Regions from separate parts of the Mus musculus genome. Here all the other regions are linked to region 3. The links are chromatin contacts, called in public targeted proximity ligation maps. All regions are on one chromosome and are shown on one strand. The core of a region is the stretch at or near the end of the contact, and the rest is flanking DNA. Distances in the headings are between cores, read along the strand shown. Region 1 overlaps Gnaq (guanine nucleotide binding protein, alpha q polypeptide). Region 2 overlaps Gnaq (guanine nucleotide binding protein, alpha q polypeptide). Region 3 has its middle 31 kb from the start of C130060C02Rik.

Region 1 (4,305 bases), core at 1,022-3,521, 310 kb after region 3:
CAGAAACATTTCGTGCCACCCTGAGGCCTGATGAGGAGTGAGTCCCAGAGCTCTGGATTGAATGCCCCGCCCCTGCCCCCAGCAGTGCCTGTACACAGCACGGAGTGTCTAGTACTAAAGATGAGGTAAATGGCCAGAAATGTTCAGTAGTTTCTTTGGCCTTTGAGAATGAGAGCTGTTTTCTGCCCCATCTTGATGTCTAGTGCTTGACTGATGGTGGCTAAGAAGACTGTAATTGGGTTAGCGTTCTGTAGGAAAGATTTGATTTTGTAAGATAAAACATGCTCCCAACTTGTGACAGCCCTGCCCCCAGCATAGATGAACAACCCAGGAGCCTTGCTTTCTTCAAGGGATCCTCAGAGTCTTTGAGCCTCCTTCCTTTTTGGCTCACTGCCTATTTAGCAGCCTTCGTACCTGACTGGCGGACTCTGATAATCTTGGTCATTATTACTGTATCTTCTCAATTTAAGACAGTAAACTGAAAGGCTAGTGGAATTGTTTGATGGTTAACAGCACTTAGAGCTTTTGCAGAGGACTCAGGTTAAGTTTCCCATATGGTGACTCATAAGATTATATAGTAACTCAGGTTCCTGGGGATCCACTGCCCTCTTCTGGATTCCGAATATGTGCAGGCAAAACAATTCTATACATAAATAAATCAATAAATGAATAAATCAATAGGTTCAATGTTGTCTTGTTATATGTTAAGTCAAATTAGGATGGCCCATCCATCAGTCTCTGGACATGGTCATCATGCTTGAATGTCAGGGCCTGGTGCTACAGAGTAAACCTCTAAGTTAAAATAATATGGCCTTAGGAAACTGGCTTGTGTTTAGAGTTAGCTCTCAGCTGTGGTCAGTGGGACTTCTCATAGGCCCATTGTTCATATCACCAGTGGGTATGTGCAGTACAACTGTACTCATTGCTACAGTACCACTCCTTTAGGAAGGGATTTAGGTCTTTTATCATTTGGTTCATTCCCACTTTCAAAGAAGTTATTCTCTGGTTTACCATGGACTTTGATTAAAAGGTATTAGTTGAAAAACTAAGAAAATTCTGTGCCATTTCTGATTTCTTTACTCTTATTTCTTCTCTTTTCTGCCTCTAGCATCCCCCACCCTTTTGTGCACATAATTCCCTACTGCAGTTCATGATCACCTATCCTTTCTTATTACATTCTTAGTTAGCAAGTTACACTTGGGTACTTAATTGTTTCTCAATTGATTCATCTGTACTATCTTTGCTTCCCAGGTAGTCTGACATCCCTAAGGCAAAGAAGTATATTTTAATGTATTTTCATACCAGTTCCTTGTGCCAGCCACCAACTCCCATCAAAGACACGCGGAATTAGAATTTAACATAATACATTCTCATTAAACAGGTATATGTTATCTGAATTAAGCATAGTCACTGCACAGCAAGGCAGATAAGAAGCAACATTCTATTGTTTCTTGGTGTTTCAGAATTGGGTCAGAATTAATCAACACCCTTGAAAGCTGTCTTACAAGAAAATAAATTAGAAAAACTCAGTAGGGGAACTAAGGGCCTCTTTTGCCTTCCTCTGTCTCTCTCTTTGGATTTTGTTGTTTCCTTTTGTTTCCTACTTAAGAGACAGTCCATTTGTGTTGCACCAGTACAGTACCTCAGGCTCCCTGCCACAAACAATCCTGCTTAGCTCCCCTCTCCCCACCCCAGTAGTAAGGGCTATAGGTGTGCATTGTTGTGCCTGGCTGTGTGTGTATCTAATACAGGCTTTGTCTGTTTCTTTGTGCAATATAGTTGTGAATCTGTTGCTCTTGGCCTTGTCCTGGACTCAACACTGGGGTCTGCCTGGCACACAGAGTTGCTCGGTCCCACTGGTCTCTTTGATAATCATTTTGAACAGTATGTATATAGAATTAATATGTTGAGTCTCTTTCCTAAATGCTAAGTTCTTTTCAGGATACTCAGGATATTTGCTAAGGGGAAAAAATACTTTGTGAATTGTTGTAGTTCTTTTGTCAAAGAGAGTCGGGACCCATTCTCCCTTCCCTTTCTCTTTACTGTGGAGATTACTCTCCCCTGAGATAACGTTCTGAAGAATCGGGATCCATAACACTACTTTGTGGCCTTTGCCTTGCACTTGGGATTTCCTATGAAAAGCAAACAACGTTATGTCCAAAACTACCCGTAATAAATGCTACCGGTCACTGAGCACTAGCCATGAGGAACGCTTACTTCCCTTTTACCCACTGAGTTCACTTGAGACGGGAGTGCTTGTGTAATGAGTAACTGCATTCAGCTAACAAGCTGAACCAGATTCCTGGCCAATCAGATCAGAGGGAGGAGGGCCGCTCCATCCAGGCCTTCAGACCTGGGTTGCTTTGAACCTTGTCTCAGGGTAGTAGATTTCAGAACTGTCACTAAACCATTTTTTAAAGGTCTCTCTAACAATGTTCCAGTGGTTTGGTTTTTTGTTTTGTTTTTTTAACTCTTTTTCTCTGGAATTTTGTGCTCATCCAGCTCTGGACAGAGCTGTGTCTGGGCTTCTTCCTTGCCTTCGCTGCTTTCTGACAGTCAGATAGGATCTCATGGCATGATCTAGCTTTCTACTCCCAAGGGACTGGGCCTCTCACAATGAGGTCTTGTTAATTTTTTTTAATGAAGGCGACCTAGTTTTTGTAACCTTCTTTTTAATAATTAAAAATATGAAGCCTACCCAGCATCATTTTTCTGTGCCACGATTTTATCTTCATATCGAACTTGAACTGCAAATCTGTAACATGGCAGCCTTGCCATGGAGACACTTAATAGGGGTTAAAATCCCCCAGTGCCAAATATCTGCCCAGTGAGCATGCTGTTAATGCCACAAGGCACTGTTTTATCTTGTGTTTAGCTGGGTTTGCATCACATGCCAGAAACTTCTTTTCTTACTTACTACCCACAGGTCCTTTTTTCTTAATGGTGTACTTGCTAAGGTCTGTCTATATGCCTCTAACTTTTTCTTTAAAACTTTTTTTTAAAAAAAGCTAGTTCACTTATATGTTGCCAAATCTTATTCTGGGTTGCTTTCATTTAAAACTGGGAGGGACAATTGAGTTGTTCAAAGTTACTCTTATGCTCACAGTAGCTCAAATTTGCTATGGACAGACAATCATTAAAATTAATGATCACTTAGAATCATATCCCAAGCAAAAAAAAAGTCAAATTTAATTTGATTTGGTCATATTATTTTACCGAAGTCTCAGCTTTACTCTTTACTTTTAATAATTCAAAGCATGGGTATAGCTCCTTTTTTCTAAACTTAAAACTTTATTGTTTACAGCAAGAGATGATCCTGAAGTTAATTGTAACAAGAAAGCAAGCTAGTGGGCGTGGCTGCCTTCATCCACTCATGTATTCAAACATGCTACAGGGAGATGTTTGGGGATTATTACTTGGAATTTTATGATGACTTAACCCAAATAAAATCTTGGGCAAACTCCTTGCATAGCCCATGAATTTATCCAAGAGCTTTCATATCTTTCGCTTCTACCATAAAGCTGTAAGTCTAGTGTGCCATTAAACTCCAGGTGACTCTGTTGCTGTGGGAGAGGAACTGTGAGATTACTTTAGCTCTTTCTTTGCCCTCCCTTCCTTTTACTGAAAACCAACAGAACCCTATATAACTTTGCTCCATTCAGGAGATTCTCTCAGACATGTCTGTTGATCGGGTCAGCCTCCTCGGTTGTCACTGGACTGGATAGAAAGCCAGGGGAGAAGCTGTACCCTGGTGAGTGTGGTTGTACCAGTTACGTCATCCCGTGGACAGGGCTGAAGTCAGGAAGCATATCTCTAAATGAAGTTAAACCAGTGCTGCCCTTCCTCTGTTGTATTGAAATTTGTCAGTCGTTTTAATTCAGAATTTAGTTTTTACATAATGCAGGCGAGCTATGTCCCAGAAGTGTAATCACATAAGGATGGGTAGCTAACAGCCCCTTGGCTCCTGGGCTGGTTCCTAAGGAGTTCTCTACTTGCCTAGCCATTGCGCATTTCTCATAAAATAGTTTTCATTTGAGCAACACACTGAGCGTATGTTCCGTGGCTCCCTGCCGAGTGCTGGTAAAACAGCCACAGAAAAAGCTAGTCATGGACCCTGACCACTGAATCTGAGAGCATGTGGAAGAAGGCTAAATATGTTTAATTAACAAGTTCCAAATTATTTGGTGTCTTAATATAGCAAAAAGTCATCAAAGGCCTATAAGATAGGAGTAAAGAGGACTTAAACAGGCAAACCTACGTTTTCTAAAGCACTCTTAGATGTGGCTTATCTCCCAGATAATTAAG
Region 2 (3,986 bases), core at 560-3,059, 330 kb after region 3:
CCAGTTCTGTGAGAGACACTGTCTCTAGCAATAGGGAGAAAATGATGGAGACCCATGACATCCTGCTCTAACTTGCCCATGGCCATTGGGCCCTCACACCTGTACAATCACATGTATGCAGCACACACATACACACACACAGCAGTAAGACAGAAATGTATTTCCTGAGACATTGGACACTTAGGATGTTGTACTCCTGAGCTGTCCCTCACTAAGGAGCAGAGAAGTAGAAAGAATCCAACTGCCCTGGTTGAGACAAAGCTCCACCCACAGGCTGAGTGATCTCAAACACTTACTTTCTCTGTGTTAACAGCTTTAATGTAAGCACCTAAGATATTGGGTACTTTTTCTATTGTTGGGAGGAAGTGCATTCAGAAACAACCAAAGGACAGAGGTTTTCCTGGGCTCGTGGTTTCTGAAGGCAGAAGGTGTGATGGGGTTCTTGGTGGGGAGAACATGTGGTAGATTCCCCATGGTACTAGACAGAGAATCGTGTAGACAGGAGAAGGATATAGAAGTCTTCTTCAACACCCAGACCCCACTTCTTAAGGGGCCCACTCTCTTAAGAATAGGACCACAAGCTGGCAACTGGGAGTCCAAAAATGAGCCTGTGGGGGCCATCGCAGATTCAAACTGTAATAATGATGCTATTTGTCTTTTGTTGTAGGGAATATTAAAATAGGTAATAGAGAAACTACCGAGAACACGTAAATATCAAGTACATGATAGCTCACATCATCAATAATTTTAATGGAGAAATTGAGACAACTTCCATCTGTAAAATCACCTGCTAATTTAGTTTTAAGAGAGTTTTCTCATTCAATAGATTTAAGCATTTACTATATAAGATTCAGGTATGAGAAAAACACTGTATGAAAGCCAAAAACATGAAAATCTTTGTGTTAGAAAATTCCTTCCAAGCTAACAGAACAGAAGGTAGAAATATACACCAAAATGGAAAATACTAAAAACAACACAGCTTTTAAAATGCAATTACTTAATAACAAAATGTTTGGTACTTCTTTTTTAATATAAATTTTTGTGATTTTTATTTATCTTCATGCATAGGGTGGTTTGTCTTTGCACTATGTGCATGCATTGCCTCTGGAGACCAGAAGAGGGCATCAAATCCCCGGGAATCGGAGTTTGAGATGACTGGGTCTCAAAAATTGAATCCAGGGTCTTCTGGATGAGCAGCCATATCTCCAGCTCAATTTTTCATATTCTGTTTTGGGGAATTTCATACATAATTACTGTATTTACATCAATCATTGCAGAGGTAGCTCCTCCCCTCTCCCCTCCAGCTCTTCCTATGTCATTGCCCTGCCCACACATACATGCACACACTCCCTCTCAAATTCATGATCCCTTTTATTTTATAATTAGTGTTATATATATATATTAGCATTGCTCATATGCCCTTGTGTATAGCGCTGAGCACTTGATTAGACAAATCATAGTGGAAAAGACTGAATTTTCTCTTCTCAGTAGCCATAATTGCCTGTAGCTTCTCATGTAGGGTTGGGGCCTTGTGAGATTTTTTTTCCCCTCTATGCTGGCATGTCATTTTTCAGGGCTTGTTTAGGTGACCATAATTTTGAGATTTCATGGGTGCAGATTCCCTACTATATTTGGGATACATTATCTCACAGAAGTTATCCTGGGACTCTGTCTGTTAAAACCTTCCACCTTCTGTTTGTTACCTCTGCATCTGTTTGATTGTTCACTGTGTTTATGTTAGTCATAGCTTTGTAGCTGGAGCTCATAGGAGCCCATGTAACCAGGAAGAACCAAGGGCTGCTGCTCTCACTAGGAGTTGAGAGTACTCTTGCTTCCTTATTGTCTGGTTCCTAAATCATGTCTTCTTAGTCTAACAACCCAAGAACAAAGGAAGTGTTCACTCTGTCCTCATTCGGATACAGCTTAAGTTTCCACAGGGGTGTATGTGGCTCCCACTGTGATAGTAATAATAAATGGTAAGAATGTTTTAGAAGAGGAATCTACTCAAAGGTGACTAGGTTACTAAGGACTTCACTTAGAGAAAAATCAGTGTTGGTCTCACAGGATGAATTGTTAATGAACAAGACTGACTGGTGGCCACATTGATAGAGCTACATCATGTTAGAATTCCAGCCTCCAAACTGGACTGAGACAAGCTCTCTTATGAGGCAACTCTTATAAGAGAAAGCATTTAATTCGAGGCTTGTCTGCAGTTTCAGACATTTAGTATAACCATCACGGCAGGGAGTATGGTGATAGGCAGGCAGGCCTGGTACTGGAGAAGTAGATGAGAGCTACATCCTGAACTGCAAGTAGAGACAGACAGACAGACAGACAGACACACATACACACACACACACACACACACACACACACACACACACACACACTCACAGGACCTGATTTGGCCTTTTGAAACCTCAAAGCCCATTCCTAGTGACACTTCCTCAAACAAGGCCATATCTCATCATCTTTCTGAACACTACCGTTCCTTGGTGATTAAGCATTCAAATATATGAGCCTGGGGGATGGGAGGAGGGGGTGGGATGTCATTCTTATTCAAACCACCACAGCCTGTAAATGTTTTGTCTTAACACATTGAGTGAGTTGGAAACCCTTTTTGGGTTGTAGGTTCTAAGTGTTAAATCATGAACACCATCTTTAAGATAGAGAAATGGAATAGATGTAAATGCAACCAAGCTGCAAGTACCAAAGACTATTATACTCAGAAGAATCACTGTCTTATGGGACCTTTGTTTCTACTCTGGGGTGGGTGGGTGTGTTGGTTGGTTGGTTGGTTGGTTGGTTAAAACAGGGTTTCATGCAGCCTAGGCTAACCCCAAATTTGTGCGTAGCCAAGGATGTGCTTGAGTGAATTCCCAATTCTACTTCCACCTCCCAAGGGCCAAGAGTGTAGGCATATGCCACCATGCAAGTTCCGTTCTAAAGTGTGTGTGTGTGTGTGTGTGTGTGTGCGCGCGCGAGAAGGTAGTTTTCTTGTTGCTCAGACTGTTCTTTGTTCTCATTTTCATTTCGGCAGTAGGAGGAAGGGGGCATGGAGCCTGGAGCAGTTACAGTACATAATTCTTTCTCTGCTGAACTTAGGCTTTTGTTGTTGTTTTGGTTTTCCCATAATTTTTTATTATTTATATATTTACATTCCAAATGTTGCCCCCCCCCTTCACGGTCCCTTCTCCATGAGTTCTTTTCCCCTTCCCCCTCACCTTTGCTTCTGAGAGAGTGCTCCCCGCACCCAACCACCCAACCACTCCATTTCACCCCACTAGCATCTCCCTTCCCTGGAACATCAAGTTTCTACAGGATTAAGTGCATCCTTTCCCACTGAGGCCAGACAAGGCCGTCCTCTGCTATGTATGTGCAGGGGCCACCGACCAGCCCATGTATGCTCTTTGGTTGGTGGCTTAGCCTCTGAGAGCTCCAAGGGGTCCAGTTACTTGATACTGTTGTTCCTCCTATGGGCTTGAAATCTCTTTCAGCTCCTTCAGTCCTTCCCCTAACTCTTCCACAGGGCTCCTGACCTCAGTCCAATACTTGGCTATAAGTATCTGCATCTGTCTGAGTCAGCTGCTGGTAGAGCCTCTCAGAGGACAGCCATGTTAGCCATGTAGAGCCATGGCGCTCTGCTTCATTCTGTCCCTGCATTTCCTTTAGACAAGAACATGTGATGCTTCTGTATTTTCCTTTCTGTTTAAAGTTACATTAGCTGTGTTCCTCCTGATTAGTGCACACTGTTAGTACACGTAGTTTACAACTGATCTGTGTGTTTGCCCCAGTTACTGGACTAGTGTGCCCAGTGAAGTCATTCAGAAACTGTCATTGAGCCATGGCCATCCTGACTGGTAGCTTAATATAAACCCAATGGCCCCCATCTCACTACCTCCACATCCCTTAAATAGCTTGCCGACAAAAGGCAACATAGAATCCAAATGCTTCCAGCATGATTCCCATCTGTGCTTCCTCTGCCT
Region 3 (3,788 bases), core at 168-2,667:
AAGCCATTGAGACAGCAGAAGGGCCTGAAAGCTAGGATGAAGCTAGGATGGTGAACCCTAAGGTGTAATGGAGACCTCAGGATGATGGATAATGGGAAATGTTAGGACTGTCATAATCCATTGAGGAAAGCTTTAGACACAGAGTTGAACCAACCCATGACAGAACAAATAGGCTGTAAACAACAGCAGGAGGGAAGAACTACCCAAAGCCTTGCAAGCACAGATGCCATCATGACCTCAGATGCTAGACATGGAGCTAAGCAGTTACGTAATGACCTTGGTTCCCTGCTGTCTATCTTTGTGCATCTCAGAAAAGTAAGAGCTTCCAAGATATAAGCAGCTTAAGCCTGGTAACTGGAGAAATATTTTAAAAGTTCTCAATGATCTTGTTTCACCCTTTATTGTGTGACTCAGTCATAATTTTGGACAAATATTTTAAGAAGGAAAAGTCACTTTACTTCTGAAGACTAGAGCATACTCATTTGTGCAGCATCCAGAATTTAAATTCTTAGTATGTGAGTCAGGTATTCTGGAACATTCTTTTAACCCCAGCACTTGGAAGGCAGAGGCAAGTAGATCTTTTTGAGTTCAAGGCTAGCCTGGTTTACATATTGATTTTCAGAAAAGCCAAATGTACAAAGTGAGACACTGTCTCAAAAAATGAATACATAAGATAAATTCTTAGCATGTGGTGGTTCCAAATGTCATTTCTTCTTATTATTTTGGAGTGAATATAGGAAGATGACTAAGCAACTCAGCCTTGGATCCATGTAGCTTGTCCCTAGGTCTTCTAATTTATTGACACCCACCCTAACTTCCACCATGGAGCCTCGTGACTCTGGAAGAAAGTGAGTCACAGATGTGAGCCTAGCTCATGACTTTGTCTAGAGGGGCTGAGGTTAAAGATTTGGCATGGAGGGTGATCAGATTTTAAACAATGGCCATGTAAATAGACATGGAGACTGCAAAGAAAAAGAAAATAACTCAAGACCAAGAGCTGAAAGGAAACTCAGAAGGGTGTGCCATGCTGTGTCTTCAGGACTTGGGTTTACTTAATGCCCTTAAAGGAGTTTTGAGCATCTAACGGAACATATGCGTTCTTATTGACAGTATACCAAGAATGGGAAACAGATTGTCTTGGTTGGGTTTTGTCAATTTGACACAAAATAGAGTGATCTGGGAAGAAGGAACTTCAGTTAAGAAATTCCTTCTTCAGATTGGCCTTTAGGCAAGTCTTTGAATCATTTTCTTGATAGATGATTAATGTGGAAGGGCCCAGCCTGCTGTGAATGATATTACCCTTAGAGAACTGGTCCTGGGCTATATAAGAAAGCAAGCTGAGCAGACCAGTAAGCAGAGTTCCTCTGTGGACTCTGCTTTAGTTCCTGCTTCCAGGTTCTTGCCTTGATTGAGTTCCTGGCCTGAGTTCCTGCCATGGCTTGCCTCACAGATGGATTGTGACATCGAGCGGAAGATGAATAAATCAACCCTTTCCTCCCCGAGTTGTTTTGGTTGTGGGTTTTATCACAGCAATGGAAGCAAACTGGAACATAAAGCACTTCTCTGCCCTAGCTGCCTCGTCCACCTTCTGTTACCAAGAAGACTTTATGTTTCTCTTAGGCTCTTGCTAGCAGCAGCAAAGCAGTTTGGATTATACCGTCTGCAGGGATCCAGAGAAACAACTGCTCAGAAGCACGCTGATGCCGCCACAAAGAGTTCATTCTGAAATTTTTGTGTATCAGCCAATCCGTCAAAGTTCTGCCATGCTCTGCTGACCCTTCAAAACTTCGGAGTGGTCAGATGAGTGGGTTTGGATTAGTCCAGTTTTAGAAGTGTTGGCACCCATTCCACCCATCCTAGTGGAAGATGTCCCAGACCACAGCTGCAGAAAAGAGGAACTGAGAGTCCGTGTGAGGGAAGAAGGCTATCTGAAAGAGAAAAAAAAGGAAGGTGGGGAAGTTGGCACACTGTAACCTATCTCAGACTTTCATTTCAACAGAGGAGAGGACTTTTGTTGAGGGATATTAATTTCTACTCAGTGAATTAGTTAGAGAAAAATTCATTTTCGTCAAGTTCAGGGAATCTTTTTTCTCCTTCTTTGGTTATAGTACAAACTCTGGAGAGACAGTCTGAATATCATTAATTTACATGGGGGGTATCTACATAATGAAACCTTACCTTGTGCCCCATACATTTGCAGAATTTATATGTCAATAAAAATAAAAGGATAGAAAGGAAAATAGAAGATGTATTTCCTGCTTGAAAGAACCCATAACCCTTGAACTAATTTAATGTCTGCTGTGACTCACTTCAGAGACTTCTGGGAACAATAACTAAATGAAACAGATTCTAGGAGGTTCTGAGGGATAAGTGATTAATACTGGGGGAATTTCTCCAAGTCTGGGGGAAGCCCGACTGCATTAGAATATTGTTGGGCTCTGAAGGGATCATCAGCTTGTCCTGACTTGCCTAGGACATCCTTCACTTTGCTGTCCCAAGAGCCCAGTAAGAGTAGAAAAGAAATTGACTGCCAAGTATCCTCACTCTTCCTTTGAAATCTCAAGCAATCAAAAATGGAAATGGAAGAAACAACTCTGGTCTCTCCTCACCTGAGAAAATAAGGTTGACAATCATAATGAGTGTCATCACATGTCCTGGCAGGTGAGCATTCCCACCATGCCCTGCATGTTTTTGTTTGACTTTACATGCGGGTGGGATGCTGCATTTGAAAGTCTGCTTCTATGTAATGACTAGTGTCTTGCCTTTCTGCCTCCGGACAAAGCTGAGCCAACGAGCCAACAAGCCAATCCGTCCCCTTCCAGAGACAGTCCAGCTGTTCTGTTTCTAGTTGTTTTTACCCAAGGGTGTTTTGTCCCCAGGAAATATTTAACCATTGTTTATAAAAACCTTTTCTTGTCCCAGATAGGAGAGGTTGGTGCCCTATTGCCATCAAGAAGTAGAGACCAAGGATGCATGCAGATGAACATCTTACAGAGCACACTTCAACAACTTATCCACCTTTCACAGGAAAGAACTCTTACTCCAAATTTCAGTAGCCCAAAGACAGTGGAAGACCGTGTCTCACTTTCTTCTCTTCCATGTAGTTGTATATAGAAGCTGACCAGGGTATAAGCTATTCTATTTTTTACACGTGTCCTGAGTGTGTTGTTTACATGGAGAAGGGCAGGTAGCTTTAGTTAGGTCTCTGGGGCTTAGCCATGCTCTTACACATAGATTTTTTTTTTCTGGGACTATCTTGCTGTCATAACATAATAATAAAACTTTACCCCCTTCTAACTGCTAACCCCTGTCAATGTATCAACAACAACTACATCTATACAGACTCTTCCTGGAATTATGAGACATGCACATTTTCTATGTTTAACACATATGAAATAACAACAAAGTTAAAAGCCTTGTCTATACAAGGTGTATACCTGAAATACAATCAGTTGTGAGAAAGGGGAGGGAAGATTATAAGTTCAAGGATACTCGACTACATACAAAAACTCTGTCTCAAAAAGTAAGTAAATAAATAAATAAATAAATAAAAGTATCTACCATCTCCCATCTAACACAGCAGCAGCCTCTCCTTTCCCTTGGCACTGAGGTACATACATGTGGCTAATAACTCAGCAAGCAGGTACTCCTGTGATAAACTTTGACTCAGTAACTAATGACATTGAGAGTTAGAGATCAAGGTGCCAACGAGATGGTTTAGCAGGTAAAGGCATTTGCTTGTGGCAGGATTTTCCCTGTCCAATTACATTAAAATATTAGTGCAGCAG

What was found.
Region 1: a targeted proximity ligation map of bone marrow-derived macrophages shows a contact between it and region 3, with 5 times the contacts expected there. A contact is called at or near these places in 6 of 484 Hi-C or Micro-C datasets (the N1E-115 cell line, bone marrow-derived macrophages, cranial neural crest and 3 more) and 4 of 130 datasets of targeted methods (astrocytes, bone marrow-derived macrophages, heart atrium and 1 more).
Region 2: a contact with region 3 is called in a targeted proximity ligation map of bone marrow-derived macrophages, with 3 times the contacts expected there. A contact is called at or near these places in 4 of 484 Hi-C or Micro-C datasets (bone marrow-derived macrophages, cortical neurons, cranial neural crest and 1 more) and 4 of 130 datasets of targeted methods (the NIH/3T3 cell line, bone marrow-derived macrophages and fibro-adipogenic progenitors).

The regions. Positions count from the first base shown.
Region 1 is chr19:16,323,845-16,328,149 of GRCm38.p6, forward strand. The region is part of intron 3 of Gnaq (guanine nucleotide binding protein, alpha q polypeptide); the gene reads left to right. Among named protein-coding and RNA genes, the nearest start is that of Mir496b, 11 kb to the left of the region's middle.
Region 2 is chr19:16,341,777-16,345,762 of GRCm38.p6, forward strand. The region is part of intron 5 of Gnaq (guanine nucleotide binding protein, alpha q polypeptide); the gene reads left to right. Among named protein-coding and RNA genes, the nearest start is that of Mir496b, 29 kb to the left of the region's middle.
Region 3 is chr19:16,013,969-16,017,756 of GRCm38.p6, forward strand. No RefSeq gene overlaps it. Among named protein-coding and RNA genes, the nearest start is that of C130060C02Rik, 31 kb to the left of the region's middle.